4 separate regions of the Mus musculus genome follow, and all the other regions are linked to region 1. A link is a contact called in public HiChIP or PLAC-seq and Micro-C data. All regions are on one chromosome and are shown on one strand. The core of a region is the stretch at or near the end of the contact, and the rest is flanking DNA. Distances in the headings are between cores, read along the strand shown.

Region 1 (6,784 bases), core at 2,095-4,594:
GCCTGAGACTCACAGAGCGAGGCCACCTTGACTCCCAGTGCTGAGATTAAAGGTGTTCACAACCACGCCTAGGCTCAGACAAGACATGCCCCAGAACTCCTCTTCATGTGGCCAGAATAAGGCCTCACAGTGCTGAATGCTGACGCCCAGAGAGCAGAAGGAAGCACCATAAATGAAAACCTGTCTGCCATCAGCAAACTGATGGGGGGTCAGGGGGTCACTTTCTTGGACAGCTTTGTCCAGCACATGGAGAACGTGCCCAAGGGCAAGGGCAGACATGAATTTTTGTCACCGGTTTCCTAGGGAACTACATCTACGGATTCTAGTGCATCCAGCAACATTTTAATAATGCTGGGTTTTAAGATGTTTACAGCTTAGAAAAGATTTTACCTGTACTGCTACACTTGAGAGGCAGAAACACAAGGATTGTGAGATCAAATCCAGCCAGAGCTATATAGTGATATCCGATTTAAAAACAAACAAACAAACAAGGGGGATGGAAACATGGCTCATCCGTTAAGAACAGATACTGCTCTTCCAGTGGACCTGGGTCTATTCCGAGCATGAATGTGGTGGCTTACAATAATCTTTAATTCCAGTTTCATGGGATCCAATGCCCTTTTTTGGCCTCCATAGGTACAAGGTACAAATATATTACACAGACCTACATGAAGGCGGAATACTCATAAAGAACATGGATGTACCTTGGAAACATACTAAATGTAAAAATCATAGATATCAAGAACAAATAAAGCCAGGCCGTGGTGGCACACGCCCTTAATCCAAGCACTTGGGAGGCAGAGGCAGGCGGATTTCTGAGTTCAAGGCCAGCCTGGTCTACAGAGTGAGTTCCAGGACAGCCAGGGCTACACAGAGAAACCCTGTCTCGAAGAAAAAAAAAAGAACAAATAATATATGAATAATGAATAATATATGAATAATCAAATTCACAGCCACAATGAGGTCACCAAGGTTTGGAGTAAATAGAATAAGGAGTTATTACTTCATTGTGAAAATTTTCTGATTTTTTTTGATGTGATTAAAAATGTTTAGAACACAGAAGAAACAGTTGCACAAATTGTGAATAAAATCAATACCAGTGAATTGTACACTTGCAAATCATTAAAATGGAAAGTGTAAAAAAAAATAAATGAAGGTAAGTTTAAAAAGCAACATCACTGACAAAGCAATAAGGAAAAGAAGACATCATACCAATACCTTTCTATGCATTGTGCCCGGGATAGAGGAGGCTGGCATTTTTGATTATGAATTTCTCGGGCAGCAAGTCTAGCTTCTGACAACTGAAAGACAGAACAAACGTTTGTGTATTTGTTTGTTTGTTTGTTTGTTTATCAGAAGGGCAGAACACACCATCAATATTACTCCCTCTTTATCTAGAACTTCCCAATCTCTAGAACTCTTGTGAAATAAATAACTGTTGTTTTTCAATATTCTCATTACCAACTAGAAGTTGCAAGGAGTAATGGCACACTCAGGAGGCAGAGGCAGGTGGAGCTCTGTGAATTTGAGTTCAACCTGGTCTACATAGTGACCCAGGACAGTCAGAGCTACACAGGAAGATACCAAAAACTAACCAAAAACAAACCAAAAGAAACTAATAAATAGCAAAACTGAAGTTGTAAGTTGACTACCCAATACTAACACATCAAATCTTATAGGGAACTAATTTTCATTTAAGACAATAACACATCTGTATCAAAGTTCAGAGTTAAGTATTAACTTTAATGCCCAGAATTTAAAAACAAAATCCAAAGCATGAAATTTTCATCCCTCCTAAGATATTTATCTTGGGGTGAGAGAGATGGCCCAGTAGTTGAGATCAAACACTACCTTAAGACCTAACTCTATTTAAAACACCCACATCAGGAGGTTCATAACTGACTGTAACTGCAGTTCTAGGGGATCGGAGGATCTCTTCTGATATCCATGGGTACTTGCACTCATGTGTGCATACCAATAAATAGGTGCACACACATATACACATAATTAATCATTAAGCTGGGCAGTGATGGCACACATTTATAATTCCAGGACTCAGGGGGCAAAGGCAGGCCAGCCTGGTCTACAGAATCAGTTCCAGGACAGCCAGGGCTACACTGAGAAACAATGTCTCAAAAAAAAAAAAAAAAAAAAAAAAAAAAAAAAAAAAAGGAAAAAAAAAATCTTTAAAAATACCAAATGCACTAAAATAAAGAAATCCTTTTATATAATGCTTAAACTTCATGTTTACTGGTTCATTCTCCGTAAAACTAGCCAAAATGTTACTGTACCTTTTCATCTTCCCACTGAAAAAAGTTACAGTCTTTTCTATCTCTACAGGCTGAGCAGGCATAAAACTTTCGTGTTTCTTCCTTCCCTTGGTTCACTTTTACAAAGAGAAGAGTAGGCCCTAGTTCCAGAATAGGAAGAAAAAATAAGTATCAAGCAGTAGTCTACACCAAGTTTCTCTGCCTTAAATAAAACTTATTTAGGCATTATACATAATTTATAATTCAATGTACTATCCTCTTTGATAAATCTTATTTTCTTCCATTGCAACACTGATGCATTTGAATATTAGAAATAATTTTTAAAACTGCTCTCTTCAAAAAGAAAATGCTTTCTGTTTACATTACAATAGTCAACAGCTGGGGTCCATGACGAAAGTATGCTTAAAAGAACAAACGCGAATAAAACAAGGGGGAAAGCCCGGAGAACTGCAAGGTTTGCCGTTACCATTTTCAGTGAAACCCTGAGCTTTACAGTTGGAAAGCCGCAAGAAGTAAACTTAATTAGGCTTCCAGGGTTTTGTTGTTTATTCTAACTTCAAAACAATAAAACCCCATCAATTCAACAAATTAAATTCCGCTAAGAACTTGTCAGCAAGAAGCCTTCAGCCCCGTGCATTCTACGTTCGGCTTTCTCCCTAACCTGTCCCCCAAAGCAGAGATGCTAACAGCTCTGGAGACAAAGCTCCAGCAGCCAGGACCTCTCTGGGGGTTTACTAAATAGAGTGACAAACACTTTCTGAAACCGGGTGTTATTCACGCATCACACAAGGTAAGGAAGAGGGGGTGGGAAAAAGCCTTCTCTTCCAGACACAAATCCGAAAAACCCGCAGAGCACCTAGCCCAAGCCTCGCCATTGGCGCCGCCGGCAAGGCTGAGCGCAGACGCCGACCCACCGTGCGGGCACAGCGGGGCAGGAGCCGTGGGGTTCGAGGGAAGCGCCACCTCTACCCCGGACGCCCTACGCCCCGCGTCGCCATCACCCTCCAGGGACTCAAGACAGTCCATGGGCGCCGCCATCTTTCTGCCGAAGTCCCGAAAGCCTCTGTCCCAACCAAGGAGGCGGAGAAAGAGCGCCGCCGCGGCACGCGGAACCCACAGCGCCCCACGCGTCCTGGAGGAGCCATGCCGCCGTCAGACCCAGAGTGAGAAACTAAGCAGGACACCCACCCACCCACCCACCCACCCACCCACACACACACCCGTGGGGGTTCTGGGGTGAAGCTGGAAGGCCTATGCCAAGAGAGCACCTATAACCAGGAGAAGAGATGAATCTTTAGAACAAAGATCTGATTAGATTATAGATCCAAAAGAGCAACAAAGAGGTAAACAATGGCTGAACCACACAGCACAGCAGCTCTATTGCGTTTAACAATGCCAAAGAACTGTCTAGTCTTTTGGTTTGGTTCTGTTCTGTTCTGTTCTGTTCTCTGACAGGGTTTCATGTAGTCCAGGCTAGCCTCTAACTCCCCAGTAGCAGAGTGTAGCCTGGAACTCCTAATCTTTTGCCTCTACCTCCCAAATGCTGGGGTTACAAACACATGCCTCACCATGCCTGGAGCTCATCTAACACTTGCTCTTACACGTAATTATTGAATTCTCGTTCTCGTTTGTACCTCAGGAAAAGAATGTCGCCATTTGCCAGTGGCAGTTGTCTACATAAAAAATATCAAAGAATGTACACTTTTTAAATAACTTCTAGGTTAACTTGAGTTTGGTAAGTTTCAGGATATGAGACTAACATACCCTGGCAGTGATTGTCTAAACATAAAATTTAGAATACCACTTAGAATTTCCAAGCAAAAGAAGCATGTATTTGTTTAACGTACACAGGTCTCATGAGCAGAAAACTAGAAAATGTGGTTGAAAAAAAAATCAAGAAAGATCTAAATAAATGTGGAAGCGTGGTCTGTTCATTACACGGGAAACGGAACACAGTAAAGATGCCACCTCCTACCAGGTTAAGTGCAGACAGGTTGAGTGCAGTTTCTAGCAAAATCTCAGCCAGATATACAAAGTATTATTCTGAATTTTATAGGGAAAGGCAAAGAAATGGCTAAAATAATTTTAAAAGAAAATAACCAAGTGGGAGAGATCAGTCTATCTAATTCCAAACAGTGGTAGTAGTAGTCAAGGCTCATTCATACACACATCTGTCAATGAAATTGCAAATTGTAACACGCGTACATGCGTGTATACACACATGCACATGCACACACTCTGATCTGAATAAGGTACATGAGGAGGTATATAATTATGATAATAAAGCAGCCTTCAAAAATGATACAGTCTTCTCTTTTCTGAGGAAAAACTTTGGTGAGAAAAATCCCACACCTTAGATTTAGGTACACAGTTATTCACCAGTTTACAACAGGCACAAATTCTAGAAACTCTGCCACTAGGGGATTTTATTGCATAGGCATTAGAGTAAAATTTAAAAAACTGGGGAGGCTACAACATCACCAAGATCCTAGGTTTTAGGGTTTTTTTTTTGCGGGTGGGGTGGGGGAACATTTACGTACACATCCCATCGGTAACTGGAATGTTATGAGGTGTTAACTATGGTTGATAGACATCTATGTATTTATTTGCTAACAGGGTTATGATAATCATCAGTAAGTTATGAGTGTTTTTATTGCCTAATAGAGTCTTTACTTCATACTGGGAAATACTGGGGGCAGAAATACTCTGAAATCCTTGGAAGGATTCTGATGGAAACTGAAAATAGACCCGAGCACAGGGGTGGACTCTGGCTGCCTGTCCTGTCACTCAGAGTTTGATCCTAAGACCCAATGAATTCGGAAACTCTTCCCACAGAGTCTCTGGACAAATCAGTAAAATCCTACAAGTACCAGGAAGACTATCCCATTATCCTCAGAGAACTCCACTCTCCAAATCTCCTTCAAACACAATGAGTGAAGCCAGATCTTTTGTAGAGAATGTCTTAGCATTGTCTCTATCTTCTGGTTGAAAAACTTTGGTCCTATCAAACACAAGCAACAGAGATGACTGATACGACAGTCATCATGATGGAGATGTGTAGTCACTACTGGGGCATCCTTTTCCACAAGGATGGTGTTTTCTGCAACAAGTAGCTCTGCCTATTAGCCTTCCCTGTAAATTTCCAGATGCTTGGTAGAATATGGTCTTTTGCTTTACCACTCCAGTCACAGATGTAAAAGTACTTTTTATTTGCCTATCCAACTGTTGTCTGGAAGGATTATGGTCTCAATCTGCTGACCTAGGCCTGGTCCTGGAAGCTTCTGGCCTCCATATATCTGGACTTAGAATGTTTTCAGCTTCTGAGACTTCTTGGTGAATAAGCTCACCCTTTCTTGTTCTTTCTGAACTCTAACTGCCTGTTCAACCCAGCAGTTCTGGCTCACAAACTCCTTTCCAAGCTGACTGATTTGATCTGGTTTCTCTTCCTTGGCCTTTCCTGAATGGTTCTGCTTGACCTCATACTAATTTTGGCAATCTGTTCTAATCTTGTGTCTCCTCATTCACTGGCTCGTTCTGTCTTCATCTGTGTCTGGCTTGTTCTCTCTGCAACTAGTCTCTGTACAACTGTCCCAATGAAACTGCCTCCTTCCTCTCTTTCTGTGTTCTTTTGCTCTCCCTCCCAAACACCCTGTTCAAATACCCTGCAATGCTCACATCTGGACCCTGATGCCCTGCTGAGCTGGCCAGGAAGCCCCCTATATGTCCTCTCTCTGCTTTCCTCCCCAGCTGTGAATAGCCCCAAACTGTGATGCTTATCTGGGAAGGCCTGAGACCCAAAGGACCATGGGAGATTTCTGGGATCTCTAAAAAACAGTGAGGGGGCTGGGGAGATGGCTCAGCTGGTAAGAGCACTGACTGTTCTTCCAGAGGTCCTGAGTTCAATTCCCAGCAACCACATGCTGGCTCACAACCATCTGTAATGGGATCCAATGCCCTCTTCTGGTGTGTCTGAAAGACAAGCTACTGTGTACTCATATATATAAAATAAATAAGTCTTAAAAAATAATTAAAAAAAAAGAAAAACAGTGAGAACACTGCAGAACTACATACCCCAGAACTGCTACTTCTGAGCTCTTGAGACTTCCTGAGCTCTTCTTTGTTGTGTTTTGCTTTCTTTTGTTTTTTTAGAGACAACAGCTAGCCAAGTATCACTGGCCGGCCTAGAATTCACTATTGTAACCCAGCCTGGCCTTTAACTTGTGGCCATTGTCTAGCTTCAGCTTCTAAAGTTCTAGGATTACAGGCATGTGCCATCATGTGTGGCCTTCACCTTAGCATGTCTGATGTGCTGGGCAAAAGTGCCATGGAGTAGGTCTATAGAAAGCCAGAACAGCCCTGAACAGGAGGATACGGTTCCGTGACAGAGTGATTGATTGCCTGGTGCAGGAGACCCTGGCTCCCACAAAGCAAAACAAAAAACAGCTCTGCAGATATAGATTTCAAGAGGCCTTTCATCAAATCTGGAAGAGCAGCCTAGTCCCTTCTTCCTGCCT
Region 2 (6,784 bases), core at 2,102-4,601, 810 kb before region 1:
TGATATACCTTCCATCTCTTTGTTTCTGCTTGACACTCTCCCTCTAAATTTATATCTTTTATACAAACTTCAATAACACATAGTTGTTTTTTTTTTCTTTCATTTCACTGTCACTCCTTTAACTTGCCAAGAACTTAGTTCATAACCTCCTACTTGACTTCCTATAAAATGACCTACATCAGCTCATTCCAGTAACAGTTCCTAGACCTTAAGCACACTGTTCATCCAAGGGGGCTCTACCTAGGGCAGGGTGCACCTCTACAGATGTGGCAAGTTATTCCATTCCCATTCTGCACAGTTAGGAAGCTGGCAGAGGAAACAACATATCTTGGAAATAATCACAAAGCCAAATGCCAAAAATAACAATTTTTAGTCAATCCATGAGAAAATACTGCCCCTAGCTGAAATAACATGAATCTAGTATTAGGAGGAAGCAAAATGCAAAATAGTGCTTGCTTTCAAGCCAAGTCTTATTTCAAAAACTAAGTAAACCTCAGAATTAAAACAGGTAAGACCTTTAGAACATAACCATTTCCTTCTAACGCTGGACCCATCCATAATACCAACGATTATCTAAGGAATCACAGCTGGCCATAGCAGCTTTTTACTTGTATATTTTACCCACTTAAGAGATCATACAAGTCTGTGAGTATACATCAAGAAGTAACTTTTACCTAAACTTAACTGTTTAAAACTGAGTGCCTAGACGTATGTAATAGAACGATTCCCCACAAACATGTCGGGGTAATAAGTTTAAAGATGAAATAATACTCAGAAAGGTACCCAGCCACCGTTCATTATATTTCCAAATGCCCACTGTCTAAGTTAAGGCACCATTTTTATTTCACTCCTAGCCTTTGGGCTGAAAGTATAAAAGTCTCACATGCTTAGAAACAACCCCCTCAAGTTGTGAAGCTAACTTTATGATGTCTTTGTGATCGTTCTCAAATGCATAAATCAGAACAAACTACATTGCATTACTATACAGAATTTGCACTGTGCTCACGATCAGAACCAGTGTGCCCAATTTTAGCCTCGAGTTATGCACTAAGTATGAAACAAATGCAAATTCTCACAATTTCATGTATGTTCATAAAGTGTGCCTTATACTGCAAGTATTCCGCCTATAAATTCTAATAACCACGTTTTTAAAAAGCTTTCCAAAGTGCCAACATTCCTTAGACCTCATCTTCTATGTCCTCAACAACTCTTTGTGTACAACTTTATATAGAGAAGAAGCTGCATATGACTTTAAGGGTAATGTATCTTCTAAAAGTAGTGATCAACTAGTGGAAGAATATTTCTGAACAATACATTCAGTATTTACAACCCTAAATTATTTCAACCCTGATGCAGTAATTCAGGCCATTAGTATACAATATCCTACACCACACCCCCAGACTTCACCCAAGCTTTTAACATTACCATAACAATAAGAGCTGAAAACAACTTAATGCTCAAGTAACATAAGGAAGTACCTTTTAAGATAACCAAACTGAAAGCTACCAGTCTTTAGACTGCCCGTAATTAATGTATCCCACAAAGATCCTCAAAGCAGTATTCATCAAACCAAAACTACACTCTGCTCTTTGGCACCTGATTCCCAACGTCGGAATAGGAGTTGCCACACATCCACAGAAGTAAAAATCACAAACTACACACTCAAACTGCAAATTCAAACAACCATAAATGGTAAACTCATTTAAATTATGAAGAAGCAAGCCATTGATCAAATTCCCAAGCCAGATGTCTCCGAAAAGTCATTAAAACTGTAGATACAAATTCCAGGGGAAAAAAAAAAAGATAAACTTCATCAGCCCAACATTCACAAGTTTACAACATCAAAATTCACTCACCTCCTATTCACATCAAACGCACATCCACTGCGAATATCTGAAACTATTCTCCATCACCAACAGGGGGTGGGGTGGGGGGGTGGGAAGTACCTTTGAGCCTACTTCTAACAGTCTTAAAATATACCCTTCCATTAGCCCTCAGGTAACCCAGGTGCAAGGCTACTGCGGATGCCCTTGGCCTGGGGCCGTCAGAAGCCAATGATGGGGACGGCAATAACCATCAAGAAATCGAGATCCTTTTCCAGCGCTACTCTTACCAAGCAAAACAATCACGGGCCCAGAAAGATGGCAAAGAAAAGTGGGGTCGTTTTAATCCCAAGAGAGGGGCGCATAGGGGTGGGTAGGGGTGTGATCCCGAGAGAAATGGGTGCGAAGGAAGAAAGGAGGGGCGCGGAAGGAGCAAACTTAAGTATCTCAAGCATCTCCCAGACTCAAACAACAAAAGCAAACCCTAGAGTCTGTGCGCACTTAGAAGCACCAGATGGAGTCCCCGGGGTTGAGACAGTTCAACAGACAGACACAGTGGGCAGCGGATAAATCAGGCAGTGACGCGAGGGGAAGGGGATGCTAAGAGAATGAGACACTACATAGGGGAGACAAAGCCTTGGGGGGGGGGGGTGAGGACCAAAGAGAAAAAGGTGAGAGGGGATACACACGAGAAAGACAATGGAAGAAAGAGAACGGCAGTAATCTGGTGCCAGGGCTATGGCAGGTCACCCAGCTACTGAAGAGAGGGATACAACAAAGGGGCACGGGAGGAGGGACAGCGGGCGGAGTGGAGGTGCAGACGGGATGCGGGGCGCGCAGCGGCTCCCACAGAGAGCCTAAGGCGGCGAAACAAAGGGCTGGGGGCAGAATCGCGGGGGGCAGCGCACACAGACAAAGCGCTCCGGCGCCCAGGGCAGCGGCTGGGAGGACAGGCGACGCGGGCCACGCACGGGGAACAAAGCTGCGCCGGGATCCCCGCCAGGCCCGCCGAGGGGGGCGCGCGCCGGGCACGGTGCCTACGGCCCCGCGCGCCGGCCGCACTCCGCCCGCAGCCGCCGGCCTCGCCACCGCCCGCCCTCACGCGCCCGGAGCCCGCTCCACCGCGGCGCACGGGCGAGCCCCGCACCGGCCCGCGCCATCGCGTCGCCGCCCCGCGCCGCCTCCCGAGGCCCCGGCGCGCCGCGCGGCCCCGGCCCGCCGCCTGCCGCCGGCGGTCAGACGCCCGCAACTTTCCCGGTTCCCAGCACTCGCTGCCCCCTCAGACTTACCCTGTCACAACAGGCGCCATCTTCCACAAACTCTCGCCAAAACTCCAACCCTCGCGAGATTCCCCCCGCCGCCTTTCCCTGCTCCTCTCCCCCGCCCCTTCCCTCGGCCTCGCCGATCGCTGCCACCCGGCCCCCGCGCCGTCTTTCCCCGCTTCGCCGCCGCCGCCGCCGGGAGCCAGCCGCCTCGCGCCGCCCGCGGACTAAGGGATCTGCTCACTGCCTTTCCCTAGAAACCTACCCCGCCGATGGAGCATGCGCAGGCCGCTCCTCCGCGGACAAGCCCTCCGAGTAGTCCATGGGGAGCGCTCCGGTTATCCGGGTTTTGGGACGCGCCCTCGGGGACGTACGTGGAGACTGAGGAAAACCGGAGGGCATTACTACGGGGACCGGGACTGGAGGGGTCAGGAGGCGGGGCCCCGGGGCCGGGAGGAGGGGTCCTGGGAAAATGCGAGCGTCTCACAGGCCTAGAGGAGACGCCTCCTCGAGTGGGTGTTTTCCAAGTGGCTTCCCGCTCGCCGCGGGTTCCCAGCCTTTTTCATTCATTCCGACGTTCACTGGACACCTCCCTTATGCTAATCTCAGTATCAGGTGCCGGAGCGGCGGAGATCGGGACAGAGCCCCGGTCCCCGGTGACCTGCCAGCGACTGTCTCCATTCATTTGCTCCCGCACGACCCGCACACGCGGCGAGACAGGCGTGATCGCCGCGTGAGCTGACCCTTCCCAAGAGCTCTGCAGGGGAAAAGCATTAGGGGATAAGCTCTGTGCCTTTCGCCGCTTCTCCCCGATGCGAGCTGGGGTCATCCCGAGGTCAGCCTCGCGCAAAGGTGTCCCCCCTAACCCCCCGATGTTCACTTTGCACCCACACGTCAGAGCCCCGAATGGTTGTCCCCAGAGCCACCACTACAAGCCCGGGCACTTGGGAGCGAGCTACCCGCCCAGCTCCGACTGCCTGGGGAACTCATGGCAGCAGCCAGCTTGCAGGATGTAGGTGTGGGTGCAGACGTGTAGGTAACTGCCTAGAAACAGCTCCTCCGGCGGTGGCCCGATGCTGTCGCCCGATGCTTGTCTTGCCTGGGACACCTCTCGGCAGGTGGTGGCCCGAGACCTGTCCCTCCGGTCCCCTACCTGCTGATCCTCCCTGCTCCCCCCCCCCCCCCTTCCCGGCCCTTTGCTTTCCAAGAGATTTCCCAGCTCCTGCATTGCCTGCCTCCCGCAGGGAGCCACAAAAAACCCGGAGAACTGGATCAGCCCGCCCGAGACCCGCTCCGGAGCGCCGCAGGATTGGCGCGGCGCGCTCGCGCCACTGCGCATGTGCGCAATGCGGGCAGCCGGAGTCTCACGCTACACCTCCTCCCGAGCGCCTTCCACCGCTCGGCTCAGACACAACACGGGCCGTGGGAAATTTCCTAAGCCTCGCGAGAACGCGCTCTCCTACCCACCCCGCGGGCGGCTGGGCGTGCGCCCTACATCGCGCAGAGCCGGGGCCCCGACAGGTGTTCGTCCCGTGCGGCTCCCGGGACGCGGAAGGCAGGGTCCGACAGGCGCCCGCGAGGCGGGGCGGGGCGGGGCGGTGGGCGCGTGGCGGGGAGCGGCGGGCTGAGGCCGCCCCGGCACACTCACGCACGCGCCGGGGAGGCTTCCTGTCGCCCTCCCGAGCCTGGTACTTTCCTGAAATGTGACAGACGTGGTGCCCCCCGCCTCCGGGAGCTGTCAGCCAGCCCCGTGTCGGCTTTGAGTCATGCATCTGAGTCACCTAGTCTGGCCTCCACTTCACTTGCTCTACAACAAGTTTGGATTCCCTTAACTATTCTAGCAATGGTTGGTTTGGGGTTTTTTTGTTTGTTTGTTTGTTTTGTTTTTGTTTTGTTTTTTGTTTTGTTTTGTTTTCCTTTATAGTGTCTTCGATGGCTTTGTGAGCCGGCAAGGCTCCGGGAAAGCTGAGCTTAGCGATCTCAAACGTTTGCATTGTGGTACGAGAACACGATTTAAATAGCTTCCCCTTAGTCTGTTCCTAGCCTTTAAAGGAATCCTACATACATACCAGTTTCTGTCTCCCCTCCCCCCCAGATGACTTAAAACGCCAGTTTTGTTTCCTTCCTCTTTCTATTCTTTTGTAGCAAGCATCCCGTTCTAGGTACTGTTTCATCAGATACGTTAGTGGCTGCTGTTCTCCACGCACCCTTTTTGAATTCATTTACTTGCCCAAGAGCTGTCAGAACCCTTCTTCACTCTGCCACTTTTCAGATTGGCGTGGTGCTGTGTAGGACTAGTGTCTTGCTAGCATCATGCACCCACAAATGAAGACTGGGTTTTGACATTTAAAGGACAGTGAACCCTCTAATAGCTAATGTCTCCTGGTTGAAATAAAGCTTTGCTTACTGAAGGTTTGTTAAGGGTATGCGATATGTGTTTGCCTATCGCTTTATTTATTTACTTCCCATTTTTAAAAGGACGTATGCCCATTTAATACGCTATGTCAAAACATGTCTCATCCAGAACAAGAGAGTGTTGCGGAGGTAAAATGCCTTTAAACGTTTCCTCAAGGATTTTTAGGCCTAGTGTGACGGTTTGTGACACTAATGTTGGACGGAAGGCCATGAGACCTTGGAAAGCCTTGATAGTCATAAAACTAATCTCAACTCAAACGCTCCACCTAAGGTGTTTTCCTTTCTCAGTAATGCCAATTCCTTTGCCCTCACTTAAGAGGACCTTGGAATTACTTTTGCTTTTATATATATATATATATATATATATATATATATATATATATATATCACACATTCAGGATTGCACCGGCAAGAAAAATCATGCTAGTCAGATCTATTAGTCTATTTTCTAATCCATAATATGTAAGGAAAGGAAGCTAATATTGCTCCCAGCTTTGGAGGGTGCCGGAGCAAATGATACTAACATCTGTTTGGTTGTCGCAAGTCCTCCTTAACAGATGGTGTCACAATAATAGAAGTATGTGCACACGGATAGGTCACGTAGACTGGAAGATAGAAAACTAGAGGTAGAACGGGAGCCAGGTTTATTCTTTTTAGAGTAACTTTTTTTTCTTTTAAAGATCAAGTTATCTTTTCTTTCTTTTTTTTTTAAATATGTGTGGGTCTGCACAGGCCATGGCACACGTGGAGGTCAGAGAACAACTTGCAGTTTATTCTCACCTACTAGGTGGGTTCCAGGGATCAATCTCTGGTTGCCAGATTTGATGCCACTAGGCATCAAATATCGGCCACTAGGCCCAACTTCTTGAAAATTCCACTACTTCTCACGTTATTACTTTGGGCTCCAAGATTGTGCAAGAACCTGGGATCACAAGTGAACTAGTCTCAAACCACGTACAATACCTTCAAAGTAGACCTAGATCCTAATCATTTCTACCTCCTCAGCAACTAGCTTCATCTAACCCGTCTGTTTCCCCACCTAGCCTACAGGTTGTCTGCTAAGTGAGCTTCCTTCCTTCCTTCCACCTCTACCCAGCCTGAGGCTCTTCTCATGGGACCATGCCTCCTCATCCTCAGAGATTCCACTGGTTTTTCCATTTCCCTACAAGAACTTACCTTTTGGCTTGCTGCCAGACTCTCCTGACCTCTCTGACTCCCAAAGTTCCTCCCCTTCCTTTACTTGAGGCTCTAGCTAGCCTGCTGCCCTTCTTGAAGCTCAGAGGG
Region 3 (6,784 bases), core at 1,958-4,457, 670 kb after region 1:
CTGGGGTCTAGGGATGGGAGGAAGAGAGAGATTGTGTGTGTGTGTGTGTGTGTGTGTGTGTGTGTCTGCGCGCGCTCGTGTGTGTACGGCTTGGGAAAGTTGGGGCCAGAAGCTAGGTGGAAGAGCATTGGTGAAAGCGGCACCAACTCGGTGGACCGGCCAGGGCTCCGGGAGTTCTTGGGCCCCGTGGAGCGCGCACCCGAGGGCGCGGGCCCGCGAAGCTGAGGGTGCCGAAGGGAACTGCTCAGTCCCGCACGGCTCTCCAGGCTGCTGCGGCGTCTCTCTCCCAGAGCCCGCCCGCCAGCCTCTGGCCGCTCTCGGGGCTGCCCGCCGCGCTTGCCCGCGCTGGCGCGCTCCCTCCGGGGCCCAGATCTCAGCGCGCTCCTGTGAGCTCGCGCATAGGGGAAAAAAATAAAAATAAATAAACAAATAAATAAACAAACCGAAGCCCTAAAGCTAAACAACCGAAAAAATGTACTTCGTTACTCCCTCGTCACCCTCCACGTCTCCCAGGCACAAATAGCCAAAGTAGTAGTGGCCAGGTGATGACCTCGCCTCCTCGGCGTGGGCTCTCCGGATCCCGCCGCGGCCGCCAGAGTGAATAATACATAAACCGCTCGGGAGATCCAAAAGGCTCCTGCCGCCTCAACCGCCCGGGAGCGGGGCCACAAGATCCCGCCAGCCGGCCGGCCGCTGCTGCGATGGGGCGCCGGGCCGCCCCCAGATCAGCCGGCAGGTCGCGGGGCGCAGAGCGGCGGGAGAGAGCAGGCCCGCCTGCGACCGGAAACTTGCGGGGAGCTGCCGAGGTGGTCGCGCTGCTGGTGGAGTTGGGGGACCCTGGAGAGACACGGCTGGGGTCAAGGGGGCGCCCTGGCTGCAGGTTGTGAGAGCCCCGAGGCTTTTCTACCATCTACCACACCCCGCACGGCAGGTTCCGGGTACTCTCTCCACGCCTGTCCTTGCCGAAAGCCACGGACCCCTCCGGCTTGGCAAACTCCAGTCTCCAGGAGCCTGCGTGAGCGCGCCTCTGTGTGTGTGTGTGTGTGTGTGTGTGTGTGTGTGTGTGTGTGTGTGTGTGTGTGTGTGTGTGTGTGTGGTGTATGACGCGCGTGTGGCTGTCGATGAGTCAGAAACCAACCCCAGCTCGCCTTTGAGGACAGAGGCGCGGACCTGAGGCTTGAAGCACACACCCGCCACCAGCCCTGGGGGCTGTAGGGGATTCCTCGGCAGCGCCGCGCCTCCCAGTCCTGGACCGGAATGCTTTAGGCTAAGTTTCCGGGCAAGTGGCTCCGACCAACACCGCAGGGAGCAGAAACTCGACTGCTTGCTATTCTTCGGGAAGAAGAGAGAAGGGAGACCCGGTGGGTGTCGCCAGGCGCTCAGCAACGCCGCTCTAGAGCCACGGGAGGCTTCGCAGCATCTTTAAGGAGACAGGAAAGGAGTCCAAGAGCTTGGAAGAGACGAGGGCAGGGCCTTGTTTCGCAAGATGGGCAGTCACGTGCAAACTCCTTGGCAGCCCGAGTTGGTGGGCGTCAGGGTCGGGGCAGGGGTGCCAGGCAGGTTCGTAGGGTCAGGTTGGGAAACCTGAAAAAGATGAGAACCTTGAAGAGGGATCCTTTTCGAAAGAGGCAAACTATTGGCTTCTCTTCGGGTAAAGTTAGTTTAAGTTGATTAGGAAAAAGCATCTCCCTCAAAGACAACATCTTTCTTCTAGAAAGGGGCACTCGCGTTGCTAAGAAAATGGCAAGAATGTCTGAAAAAGCAGCTGGTGCTGCTCTGTGGATGGTGATTAGCTCACAGACTGGTACTGGGGAGCGAGCTAACCTGAGTGCAGAGAAATTGGCTGGCGGGGAGAGCAGATGATTTGAAGTATTGATTTCTTCCACCAGTGGTACGGTATGAACTTTAAGATAAAGTGCAGAAACAAACGAAAGACAAGCATTGTTAGAGGAAGGGGCGGTCACTACCCTAGCTCTGCTTGTCCGGTGGGAAGTGCTGGCGAGCGTTGCCTTAGGAGACTTGAGGTTTCCGGCTCAGCCACCGTCACCATTTTCAAGGAAGGAGAATTATACAGCGTGTGCATTAGGCCTTGCTGAGCTCCAGTTTGCCCTTTCAGCATCTGAGCATGGGCAAATGACTACGAAAACTGCTTGCAACTACTGTTCCTACGGAGGACAAGGAGAAAACAAAGGCAATAGTTTCACATTTTATCCCAGGATTCAGGCAGCGTTGACTTGGGGAGAGAGGCCTGGGCCAAAATTTGAAAGAGTGAGACTTATTCATGATTTTACCTGAATTGCTGCCAAAAAAGCGTACAAACCCTTCATTCCCTAAAAATAGCATCGTTCTTCAAGTGTAATTTGTTTACCTCAATTAAAAATAAAACCCACTTCTTAGTGTTATAAAGTGCTTATGAAGGTAAGGGTTGGCTGTACTAAAAAAAATCAAGCTTTTTATTTCTAGATCAATATGATGTGCTCTCAACATCTAATACCATGTAAAAGGAACCTTTTTACAACATCAATAGCAGGCAGGCATGTCTACTAAGAACCTCCTTTCCTGGAATCCCAAGGCTGTTTGATTTCTTTCGTTTTCACAAGAAGCACGATTATGACACCGTTCATTATAAACAAGGGGTTGAAAAATAGGACGAGATGGAAAATCTGGAAAGTAGCGAGTCATTTATTCACTTATAAAAACCAGGCAAACAAAAACAAGCAAATAAACAGACATTAAAAATACTCCAGCTACGGATCATCGTGGAAAGGAAAGAATTTAGTTATTTTGTGACATTTATTGAAGCTGGAGGGGGTGGCTTGTTGATTTTTTTTTTTTTAGAGAGAGAGAGAGAGAGAGAGAGAGAGAGAGAAAGAGTCTAATGTGTATTAGAGCCGAAACTACATCTGTTGCCATTTAGAAACTGGGAGATTCCATCCTGTTTCTGAGACCATGCTGCAGGTATTTTTGCATGGGCTTTCCAATGTGCAAAACAAACCACAAGTGTGTGTGTGTGTGTGTGTGTGTGTGTGTGTGTGGGCAGGAGTGGAGTGTGTGTGTGTGTGTGGGGGGGGGAAGCATCTGCTGAGGAGGAACCTGTTTCAGTTAGAATGAAACCCCCAATTAAAGTGTATCTGTGAGATGTGTCTGCTTTGGCTCAGTGCAGCAGACGGCAGCCCGTTCTTTAATTTACAGTTTCACGCCTAGGGATGGCAGCAGAGCAAGCTTCCAGCCCTCAGCTTTCTCTTTTTATGTTTTGCCTTTCAGCCTGGGCTTCTCCCCTGGAGTTGTTTAAGCGGTCAGGCTCCATCCTTGGCCATTATCTGCTTGCTTTTAGGACCTGGGTCACCTTATTAGTTGCCACTATGTCAGCCCAGATCGAAGCAGGCCAGGTCTGTATGATACAGAATCAATCAGTTGAAAGTGAAAAATGAAGCCAATTAGCTGATTGCGTGGGTGTCCCAGAGAGGCCTGACATCTGACTTTCCTCACCTGATCGGACAGTTCCTTGGTTCCCTGGTAGCTTAACCCCCAAGTTTGTGAAAGATGCATCACTATCTGGTGTGACTATGCATTTTAACTTTCTTTTGCCTCCTGCACCATCAACCTCTGAGCTTTCAATAGAAAATGGCCTCCCTGGAAGAACAGCCCAGATGCATCTTTGCAGAGCAGGCAGGGTTCCTGTTGAATTTGGCTCTATAGTTTTTGTTATTCAGTGCTTGGGGCTCTTTGCACTTCATCTTGTCTAGCAACGTAGAAGTTTTAATACAGGCTCATTACAGAAGATAGGTAGGTAAGTTGTTGAACACGTCTGTCTGTTCTTTTGTTTTTGGTAGGAGTAGGAGAAGCTTGGCATTAGTTCTGGGAATAGAGATAGACAAAGCAGGAAACACCAGGTAGAATTGAATATATGTATGCTTTCTTTCCGACTATTCCACAATTCTTAAAGTGATGACAGTGTTTAGATCCATAGAGATGTACCTAAGGCTTGCAACTGGGAGGAATCTACTTCCATTTCCAGCACCTACGTAAACATCACAGGCATGGTGGCATACTGTGGATGCAGAGACAGGAAGCTGCCTGGGGCTCACAGCATAGCCAGTTCAGCTTAGTGAGTGAACTCTGGAACAGTGTTGACAGTAGTGATGATGGTGCTGGTGAGCGTGATACCCGAGGCTGTCTTTTAGCTTCTGCATGCACACATGAGCATACTCACCCATGTATGATGTATGTCTGTTTACACATACATGACACAGTGCACAGTAACAAAAAGAAAGACTTGTCGGGACATACATCGGTTGCCACGGTCTTCCGGTAAGATGAGCTTCCTCTTGGTAGCTTTGGTTTGAAAATATCCTGCACCTTTATAAATTTCTATAGACACAAGATCACAGGATTTTGATTGTGGCTACTACTTTTTTTTTAAAATGCTGTTTCAAACACTTTACACCGGTATGACTCCTTTAGTCTCCATAACAACACGGGGTAGAGCCTTGTCTTGTTATTCCCATTTTACAGAGAATGCAAACAAGACAGAATTAAGTGCTAGTTAGGAGCAAGTAGTGGGGACTGGTTGGGCAGCCAGAGGCCAGCTTCCTCTTACTGTCTCCACTCCATTCCTCTCTGCAACACAAAAGCACTGTGAGGCTACACACCCATCCCTTGAAAGTCTCTGAGGATGCCATCTGTTTGCCTTTACAAATAGTGAACCTCTCCTTTGCTTGTCCAAATCTTCATCCCCTCTCTTTCTTTTCACTTTTTTTTGATGCCATATGCCCATGTACATGTTCATGTATGTTTACCTAAATGTATGTGCAGGTATGCACACATGTGTGTGGGATGCCCAAGGTTGATGCCAAGGGTTTTCTTCATCTGCTCTCTCCTTATTCTTTTTGAGTTAGGGTCACTCACGGAACCCGTAGCTCACAGTTCAGCTAGACTGCCTGGCCAGCAAGCCCTAGTGATCCCTCCTCCTGGTTCTGCCTTCCAGTTTGGAGACTTTTATATGGGTGCTGAGGATACTGGTCGTTGATATTAATGACTGCCCACCCCCCACTTCCTTTTCTTTCTTTTATATTGTACATAGAATTCTTGGGGGTGAAGCTGTCTGTCTGTTTTGGTGGAGCCAACTGTAACCACCTGATGCTTTTTCCCTCTTGGTGATGGGCCTTGCTAGATACTCGAGTTTATTACTCTATTTGATTTGGATAGTTGATCTGGTCAGAGAAACAGAGTCTTTAGATTGGTCAAATTTCTGAATCAAGAAGAATGATTTTACAATTACTCAGATACATTAAAACTCTCTCTCTCTCTCTCTCTCTCTCTGTCTCTCTGTCTCTCTGTCTCTCTGTCTCTCTCTCTCTCTCTGTCTCTCTGTCTCTCTGTCTCTCTGTCTCTCTGTCTCTCTGTCTCTCTGTCTCTCTCTCTCTCTCTCTCTCTCTCTCACACACACACACTGTATGCATACACATTTAGGTATGCATTCATGTCCCTTTAGACACGAATTCATATCAGTTTGGTTATGTTTTCAATTCAGACTGAGACTTGCTTTTCTCATCACCCCCCGTTTTTCCAGGAGTCTTCTGTAAGGAGTTGTGCACCTAATACTCCTGTCCATCACGAACCTTTCATGCCTTTTCATGGTTGGGCCCTTATATCATGTCCTTCCACACTGTAGCTGTGGGAAGGGGAGGGACGACATTTGATGTCAGCAGCAATACGGAGAGGATGTTTCTCGCTGGCTTCACTGTTCCTGGGGCCCTAGCGGAAATAGGAAAGTGCAGGGCTTGCATCGGAATGAGAATGGGGTCACCTCCCCTTTGTAGTCATCATCAAGGAAGCAGAACTTCCTTCCAAGAGACCATAGGAAATCAATGATCACACCTTGCCAGCAAAGAGGTAAACGTGTGCAGCAGATGGCATTAAATCAAAGGGCAGCAGAAACGTGACTCACTCTCCGAGACGGTGTGACTTTTTGGTCCCTTCAAAGAATTCAAATTTTTTGATATAATACTTGTATTTAAATCTCCCCATTTTGTTTGCACTATAATATGTTTTAAAAATGAAGGAAAGAGGAAAATGCAGTTACTCGATGTTACAACCTTTTCTCCTAAAGATGCTTACTTAAACAAAGCCCAGTGCCTTTCCAGAACGTGGTGCCATATCTATCCCCCACTCCCTCTTTTTTTTTTCCTTTTTTTTGGTTAATAAGAATCAATGTGATTTATGGAATGTAACTGGGCTTGTGTGCAACTGTTTATTTCTTTGGTGTTATTTACATAAGCAGAAGGGGAGCTTGCATTGAGAGAAGGTTCCCCTTGGCCAGAAGGGACTTTAGAGGGGCCTGGGGTGAGGTAGGGGGAAGATGGCTGATGTGTAGGGAGATGTAGGAACAGAGACTTAATGAAATGTGGAGAAGAAGGTGTGTGGCTCTAATATGCTTCCCTCTGTAGAGCGCACTTCTGATTGCTTTGTGAGCTCGTCTTCCTGTACATTTGAAATCGAGCTGCAGGTAATAGCTAAAGGTAAAGGCAATGTCTGGTCTATACCAGAAGAAGACAAGACACCCAAGAACTCTCTCGGGGGAAATAGCGTTAGGAACCGGACTGGCCGGAAAAAGTCAGGAAGGAAAAGGAGGGAGACCCAGCAGCAACCTTAACCACATCTTATTCCAATTTATTATTTCCAGTAGCGGTTTGTCCCTAATGTTAACAATGAGTGATTATGATTCCGTAGTTTCGTTTACAGCATAAATTAGCATTTTGTTTTCCGTTACAGCTTTTGAATG
Region 4 (6,784 bases), core at 2,613-5,112, 550 kb after region 1:
CTCTCTCTCTCTCTCTCTCTCTCTCTCTGTGTGTGTGTGTGTGTGTTTGTGTATGTGTGTGTGTGGGGGGTGCTGCTGCAGATTTAACTCAAAACCTCTTGTGTGCTAAGGAAGCGCCTTTCCACTATGCTATCTTTCCAGTCCTTTTGTTCCTTTTTATAAAACCATGTATCAGGAACCCATTGTAGCCAGGTGGTGGTGGCATACAACTTTAATCCCAGAACTTAGGAGGCAGAGGCAGGCAGATTTTTGAGTTCGAGGCCAGCCTGGTCTACAAAGTGAGTTCCAGGACAGCCAGGGCTATACAGAGAAACCCTGTCTCGAAAAAACAAAACAAACAAATAAACAAAACAAACAAACAAACAAAGGAACCCATTGTATGGGAACCTTTGTAAAATCAGTGACTTCTTAGGCCCTCTGTGATGGCTTGAATAAGTTTGGCTCCATAGATTTATGTGTTTGAACATGCTTAGCCTAATGGAAGTGGCACTATTAGGAGGTGTGACCTTGTTGGAGAAAGTATATCACTGTGTAGGTGGGCTTTGAGGTCTCCAAGTGTTCAGGCCCCACCCTATGTGGAAGAGGCCCTCCTCCTGGCTGCCTTTAGATCAAGGTGTAGAACTGTTGGCTCTTCCAGTACCACTGCTGCTTCCCATCGTGATAACAATAATGGATTGAACCTCCGAAATGGTAAGGCAGCCCCAAGTAAATGTTTGCCTTTATAAGAGTTGTCTTGGTCACGGTGTCTCTTCAGAGCAATGGAACCCTAACTAAGGTACTCTCAGACTCCGGACACATGCTACTCTATGAATTAAAGCTATGAAGCAAACAAATAAGAGCTGTTTTTGTTTTTTTGAGACAGGATTTTTCTGTATAGCACTAGATGTCCTGAAACTCTGTAGACCAGGTTGACCTTGAACTTACAGAGATCTGCTTGTTTCTGCCTCCGAAATGCTGGGATTAAGGCATGTACCACCAGCACCTGGCTAAACAAGACCTTCTGTTCTTGTCTTTGGAGGTTGACCTTGGAGGTTCTGCTGCTGTAGACTGGACAAGTTCATACCTGGGGGTCACCCTGTTGTCAGAAAACTTAGAATGGTCATGGAGTATGTCCATACTGTCACAGGCATATTTTTGTGGGAACAGTAGAGACAGGGACCCAAGTGCTTGTCCCCAAGCATAGGCCCACACTATGTTCTCTCAAATTCCATTCAGGGGAAAAAAAAAAAAAAAAAAGCCACGTGTCTAGACCAGAGTCTCGGTAGAAGAGACTGAGGTTACACTGAAAAGAGTCTTATTTCAGGGAAGAGAGAAAGGCTGGGCTGCTATGCAATCCATTGCTTGGGTTTTTGCAGGCCACAGAGGAACCTCAGTCACAGTTGAGCTGATCCAAGCAACATCCCTGCACCCAGCACACAAACATCCACCCTTCCTTGCTCTCAGAAAGACGGAACAGCTGGGGAAAGTCAGGAGAAAACAAAGGCACCCGAGAGGAGGGAGCGCAGCGGCATATTTACTGACAATGTTCTATTCATGATCCATATTTAATTCAGGCTCAAAAGGACGCATTTACAATCTGCCAGGCTTTAACTTCTCCACCCTTAAGCAGGCTCTGCAGCGGCAGAAATACCAAGATTCCTGCCTGTTGCAAAAGCAAGGGCACGAGCTGGCAAGGTAAACAAAGGGAAATAAAACAGCAAACAAAAGGCAGAGTGTGGAGTTGTGGGGAGGTCTCTAGCAGGGTATCATGGGATGGGATGTGCTTTCATTCAACATCTTCACTAATGATCTGGAAGAAGGCATGAACAGCGCACTGATTGTCATCAGAGCCATGCTAACTTGGGAGCTTTGGCTTCCACCAAAGATAGGGACTTGAGGACCAGGCAGAAGATACGCCCAGCTTGGAGAGGGCCAAGGGCACCTAGGAAAACTATGCAGCATCCACCAGGAAGGGAGCTAGCTAGCTGCCTGCATCCTATCTGGAGCCAACCAGGGTGTTTACAAATCAACCAGAGGAACAAACCTTTCCAATAAGAAGGCAGCCCAAGAAATGAGATATAGGCCAGTCATAGCAGGAGAAGGAGAGATCAGACATGGGGATATGAGCAGGGGAGCAGGGGTAGGGGAAGCCTGACACCCTTTCCTCTGTAGCCTCCTTCCCCCTAGGAAGCGAGCTCACGAGAACCTAAACCATGATTTGTGTTGATTTAGTTTTGGCTGTATGCCCAGGACCTAGAATTACACATGTGCAACACATACATCCCTTGATAAGTATTTAAATAAATTCAAAACAGAAGAGTGGAAGGTAAGTCATTGTGGAGGAAGAAAAGGGAGTCAGTAGGAGAAGGTGGGATACAAGACAGGATGATGGGATGAATAGAATCAAAGTATATTGTGTACATGTATGAAATTGTCATAAGGAAAGTTATTATATATAATTAATATATACTAATAATTGAGGGTTGGCAAGATGGAAGCACTTGGCACTAAACCTAAGAACCAGAGCTTGATCCCCAGAACTCAGGAGATGAAAGGAGAGCAGCACCTTGGCTAGTTGTCCTCTGAGCTCCACATGTGCATCATGGTCTGACCCCACAAATAGATAACAAATGGGTGGAAGGATGGATGGATGGATGGATGGATGGATGGATGGATGGATGAATACATACATACATACATATATGAATGAATGAATCGATGGATGAATAGATAGATAGATCGATACACAGATACATACATACATAGATAGATACATAGATGGATGGATGGATGGATGGATGGATAGATAGAAATAGATGGATAGAAAGATAGATATTTTTGAAAAATTTAAAAGCTGAGGGCCTGGTGGTACACATTAGAAGAGGCACACACACAGCTAACTTGCAAAGAACAGACTTGTTAAAAAATAATTTAAGAGAGAGCTAAGGAATCTTTAGAAATAATGCATTGTCTGAATTAGACTTCTTGTAAAGAAATTTTGAAGGTTTTTTTTTTAACTTAAAATACAATAAAAGCAATGTCCCTCTGTTTCTATTTCATGTAACTCTGGCATTAGAAGGGAAATAGAGATCAGATGGTGGTGGCACACACCTTTAATCCTAGCACTCGGGAGACAGAGGCAGATAGATCTCTGAGTTCAAGACCAGTCTGGTCTACAGAGTGAATACCAGTCCAGCCAGGGCTACACAGAGAAACTTTGTCTTAAGAAAAAAAGAAAAAAAAAAAACCCTAAAAAGACAATTTAAAAAATGAGCATTTAAAGGAAAACAGAATGAAGGGAAGATGAGAAAAGAGAACTGAAATCAAAAGACAATCAAAGATGCTTTGTTTCCATGAGGATCATACCAGCATCAAGATGGAGGAAAATGAAAGCAAAGAAACAGAGCAGAAGCTGGGGCTAGAGAGAAGTGAAGCAAGGAAGAGCTGATCAAGTTCCCCAGGGAACAGAGACCCATTCCGTTTTGCATTAAACATCCTCCTGGAGGCAGTCACAGTGCTTACAGGTGCTTGGCCCTGCTGTCTGGGTTTGGTGTGCTCTCTGGATTAGCCAACAATGTATAATCAATTATACTCAGTACACCTTCACATTGCTCCTGCTTTATATATGATGAACGGAGACTGAAGAAAAGATCCTGATCTGCGGGAGTGTCAAGAAGCCATTAAATCTACTCATTGGCATTATGGGTTTTGTTTTGTTTTATTTTTTGTTTTGTTTCCCTACAGTCTTACGCTGTCTACCAGGCAGGTTTGGGAGTGGGGAGAGTACAGGTTAGAAAGAAACCAGAGGGGAAAGTAAATAACCAGTCAAGATTTCCACATAGACTCTTCCAACCTCCCCTCAGGGAGTCATGCCCAGACTCCTCCAGGAACCACACCCAGGTTAGAGTCTGAAACTGCAGACTCACAGAGCTCTTCCCTGTCTGGTGCTAGAGGGTTGAGGTTGTAGTTTTTAGCTCTGTATTTCACTTCTCTGGAAGTGTGTGTGTGTGTGTGTGTGTGTGTGTGTGTGTGTGTGTGTGCGTGTGTGTGTGTGTGTGTGTGTGTGTGTGTGTGCGCACACACACACGCTTGCCCACACATGTGCGTGCTTCATGCTTGTTTGTTGGTTTGAATATGCTTGAAAGTTTTGACCCAAGGGAAGCGGCACTATTAGGAGGTGTGGCCTTGTCGGAGTAGGTGCAGCTTACTAGGAGGAGGTGTTGAAGGAAGTTCATCACTGTTTAGGTGGACTTTTAAGTCTTATGCTTAGGCTCCACCCAGTACAGAAGAGACCTTCCTCCTCCTCCTCCTGGCTGCCTTTGGATCCATATGTAGACCTCTCAGCTCCTCCAGCACTCTTGTCTGCCGGCACACTGCTATGCTTTCCACCATGACAATAATGGACTAAACCTCTGAAACTGTAAGCCAGCCCCAATTAAATGGTTGCTTTTATAAGAGTTGCTTTGGTCATGGTGTCTCTTCACAGTAATGAAACCCTAAGAATATGTATATTGGAGAACACATGTATCATATATCTAAACAGCATTAATTCATAGAAGTTCATCTTTATGTTGATCTGCAGGAAACCTGATCAATAGGATGGGCTAACGCCCAGGGATTATTATATTAATTTAATAATGACAGGAAAGGCTTATCAGTTGAAAGACACAATCCTGAGATCAAGTCTCTTTGGGACCTTGCCATTGAGATCATCAATTGAAGACCATTCAAAAATGGTGGGCCATCTTTCAGGAGCCCCACCTGGCAGCTTTAGCCTATCCTAGATGGCTCCTGACACAAGACAAGCTCTTAAGGAGTACAAACAACACAGCTTGCTCCTCATGGCCTGCTCAGTCTGCTTTCTTATAGCACTCTAGAACCACCTGCCCAGGGGTGGCCCCACCTCCAATGGGCTGGGCCCTCCCCACCAATAACTAATTAAGAAAATGCACTGCAGGTCCCACGGGCAGTACAGCATGTGACACCTTTAGCATGGAACCTCAAAGGTGACAGAGAATTCTTTCAATTTTGTTCACTTTGACTCTTTAAAAAAAAAAAAAAAACCCAACCCAACCCAAACAAACAAACAAACAAACCATTGTCCTTGGCAAGTCTTTGCATTAAGCTACTCTGGGTTCCTTGTCACTTTTGCTTTACGTGAATTTTAAAATATCTGTTTGTTTTGTCTGATACCTACTGTTTTGAGAAGTTCCCAGGGGGAGAAGTCCAGCTTCTGTTTAAAATCTTACAATGCTGATTGACTACCAGAACTTTAGTGATTGTGGAGGGTTGGAATGTTGCAGGCCCAGCGCTAAATTGTCTTTGGCTATCTTTAGCTGCCTTTTAATAGACATTTATTACCCAACTCTGTGTCTGACCTAATATCCCTTTGACTATCATTTTGGAATGCTTTAACAGACCATTAACTTCCACCAACCCCAACGCTACCTACCTGTCAGGCATTTGAAAAGACTTAGGACTTTCTTCTGTTCTGTTACTATACCACTGAGCAATCAACCATTATGTGTGTGTTCCTGGCTGAGTCATCCAAGTTCCTTCCAAGGATCCCAGACGTGTCTGCACAGTGCCACGTGTCAGGATGCTCTTGGGGCTTACTTCTGTGACTGTGCACCGAGCTTCCTTGGAAACCACCGTGAACTCAACTTTGATGATGCGCCAGTCAACCCTGTCTCCATGGAGGTCCACGTGTGGATGGAGGAAACAACAACCACTGTCCCTGCACAGGTAGTGGATTCAGGGAATGCACTGTGAGGCCTTGCTGCCTCTTTGTTGGTCAAAGCCTTGTCATGCAATGATGCAACATGTGAAGACACTGTTGACAGCTATATTTGTCACTGCTGGCCTAGATACACAGGTGGCCTGTGTGAGCCAGACATAAATGACTGTAGTAGCAACCCCTGTCCGTGTGTATGTATGTGTGTGGGGTGGGGCAGGGGGATGATGTGCTGAACTGTCCTCAGAAGATCTATATGAACACATTGCTGACCTGCTTCCTCCTTCAAAGTACCTTGGAGCCTCAGGCGATGTTTGTATCTGTCAGCCTGGATTCACAGACAAGAGCCCAGCATAACTGTCCTCTGAGGGGCTCCCACCCAGCAGCTGACTGAAACAGATGCATAGACCCACAGCCAAACATTAGACAGAGCTCGAGAAATCTTGTGGAAGAGTTAGGGGAAGAATAGAGGAACCAGGATGGGATAGGAACTCCACAGGAAGACCAACAGAGTCAACTAGCCTGGACTCTTGGGGGCTCCCAGAGACTGAACCACCAACCAAAGAGCATACATGGGCTGGTCCTAGGACTCCTGTACATATGCAGCAGAAATGCAGCTTGGTCTTCAGTCTGTCGATCCTGTTCCCCTAACTGGGCTATCTTGTCCAGCATCAGTGGAAAAGAATATACCAAGTCCTGCAGTGACTTGATGTGCCAGGATGGTTTGGTCCCCTGAGAAGGACCTCCCCCTTCTCAGAAGCGAAGGGCAGGAGAGTGGAGGAAGGGTCCAGGTAAGGGGGCCTGAATTAGGAGGGGGATACATGATTGGGATCTAAAGTGAATAAATAAGTTAATTGGTAGGAAAAAAGAAATAAAGGTAATTTCACTTGATCTCCAGATTTTGCATTCTGGGGTGTTCTCCTTAACAGTTAGTTGCATATTGCTTGGCTGGAGGGAACAAGTACTCTTATCTTTGATATCATCATTATGACCAGGGAGTAATTCAATGCTTAATGGACTTTACCTTTAAGCTATCTAGCTGTCTGGAGTCATAAGCCAAAACAGGCTCTT

What was found. A called contact is a pair of places that touch in the nucleus more often than the background predicts. HiChIP or PLAC-seq counts read pairs in DNA pulled down with a chosen protein or histone mark.
Region 2: a contact with region 1 is called in a Micro-C map of the G1E-ER4 cell line. The contact joins the promoter of Rbpj here to the promoter of Zcchc4 in region 1. A contact is called at or near these places in 1 of 484 Hi-C or Micro-C datasets (the G1E-ER4 cell line) and 2 of 115 datasets of contacts at active chromatin or transcription factors (large pre-B cells and pro-B cells).
Region 3: a contact with region 1 is called in an H3K4me3 HiChIP or PLAC-seq map of forebrain, with 6 times the contacts expected there. The contact joins the enhancer-like site here to the promoter of Zcchc4 in region 1. A contact is called at or near these places in 6 of 39 promoter capture datasets (the 3T3-L1 cell line, the C10 cell line, the SN4741 cell line and 3 more), 1 of 15 datasets of contacts at CTCF or cohesin (large pre-B cells), 11 of 115 datasets of contacts at active chromatin or transcription factors (the 230-238 cell line, astrocytes, craniofacial prominence and 7 more) and 2 of 9 other capture datasets (embryonic stem cells and liver).
Region 4: an H3K27ac HiChIP or PLAC-seq map of embryonic stem cells shows a contact between it and region 1, with 3 times the contacts expected there. The contact joins the enhancer-like site here to the promoter of Zcchc4 in region 1. A contact is called at or near these places in 6 of 39 promoter capture datasets (the 3T3-L1 cell line, the SN4741 cell line, hippocampal neurons and 2 more) and 3 of 115 datasets of contacts at active chromatin or transcription factors (embryonic stem cells and large pre-B cells).

What each region holds. Positions count from the first base shown.
Region 1 is chr5:52,779,615-52,786,398 of GRCm38.p6, reverse strand. It overlaps Zcchc4 (zinc finger, CCHC domain containing 4), which reads right to left and starts at 3,344. Exons shown (of 13, transcript NM_001308144.1): 1 at 3,185-3,344; 2 at 2,292-2,410; 3 at 1,219-1,301. The coding sequence starts at 3,308.
Region 2 is chr5:53,587,053-53,593,836 of GRCm38.p6, reverse strand. It overlaps Rbpj (recombination signal binding protein for immunoglobulin kappa J region), which reads right to left and starts at 3,351. Exons shown (of 11, transcript NM_001080927.2): 1 at 3,113-3,351. The coding sequence starts at 3,132.
Region 3 is chr5:52,107,609-52,114,392 of GRCm38.p6, reverse strand. It overlaps a transcript of Ppargc1a not described here. Among named protein-coding and RNA genes, the nearest start is that of Gm40302, 19 kb to the left of the region's middle. Within about 2 kb of position 3,207, at least 11 of the 459 cell types and tissues checked have an H3K27ac peak or open chromatin away from gene starts, as enhancers often do. A contact at or near this core is called in forebrain and hippocampal neurons, where this site is marked.
Region 4 is chr5:52,229,464-52,236,247 of GRCm38.p6, reverse strand. No RefSeq gene overlaps it. Among named protein-coding and RNA genes, the nearest start is that of C130083M11Rik, 16 kb to the right of the region's middle. Within about 2 kb of position 3,862, at least 18 of the 459 cell types and tissues checked have an H3K27ac peak or open chromatin away from gene starts, as enhancers often do. A contact at or near this core is called in embryonic stem cells, where this site is marked.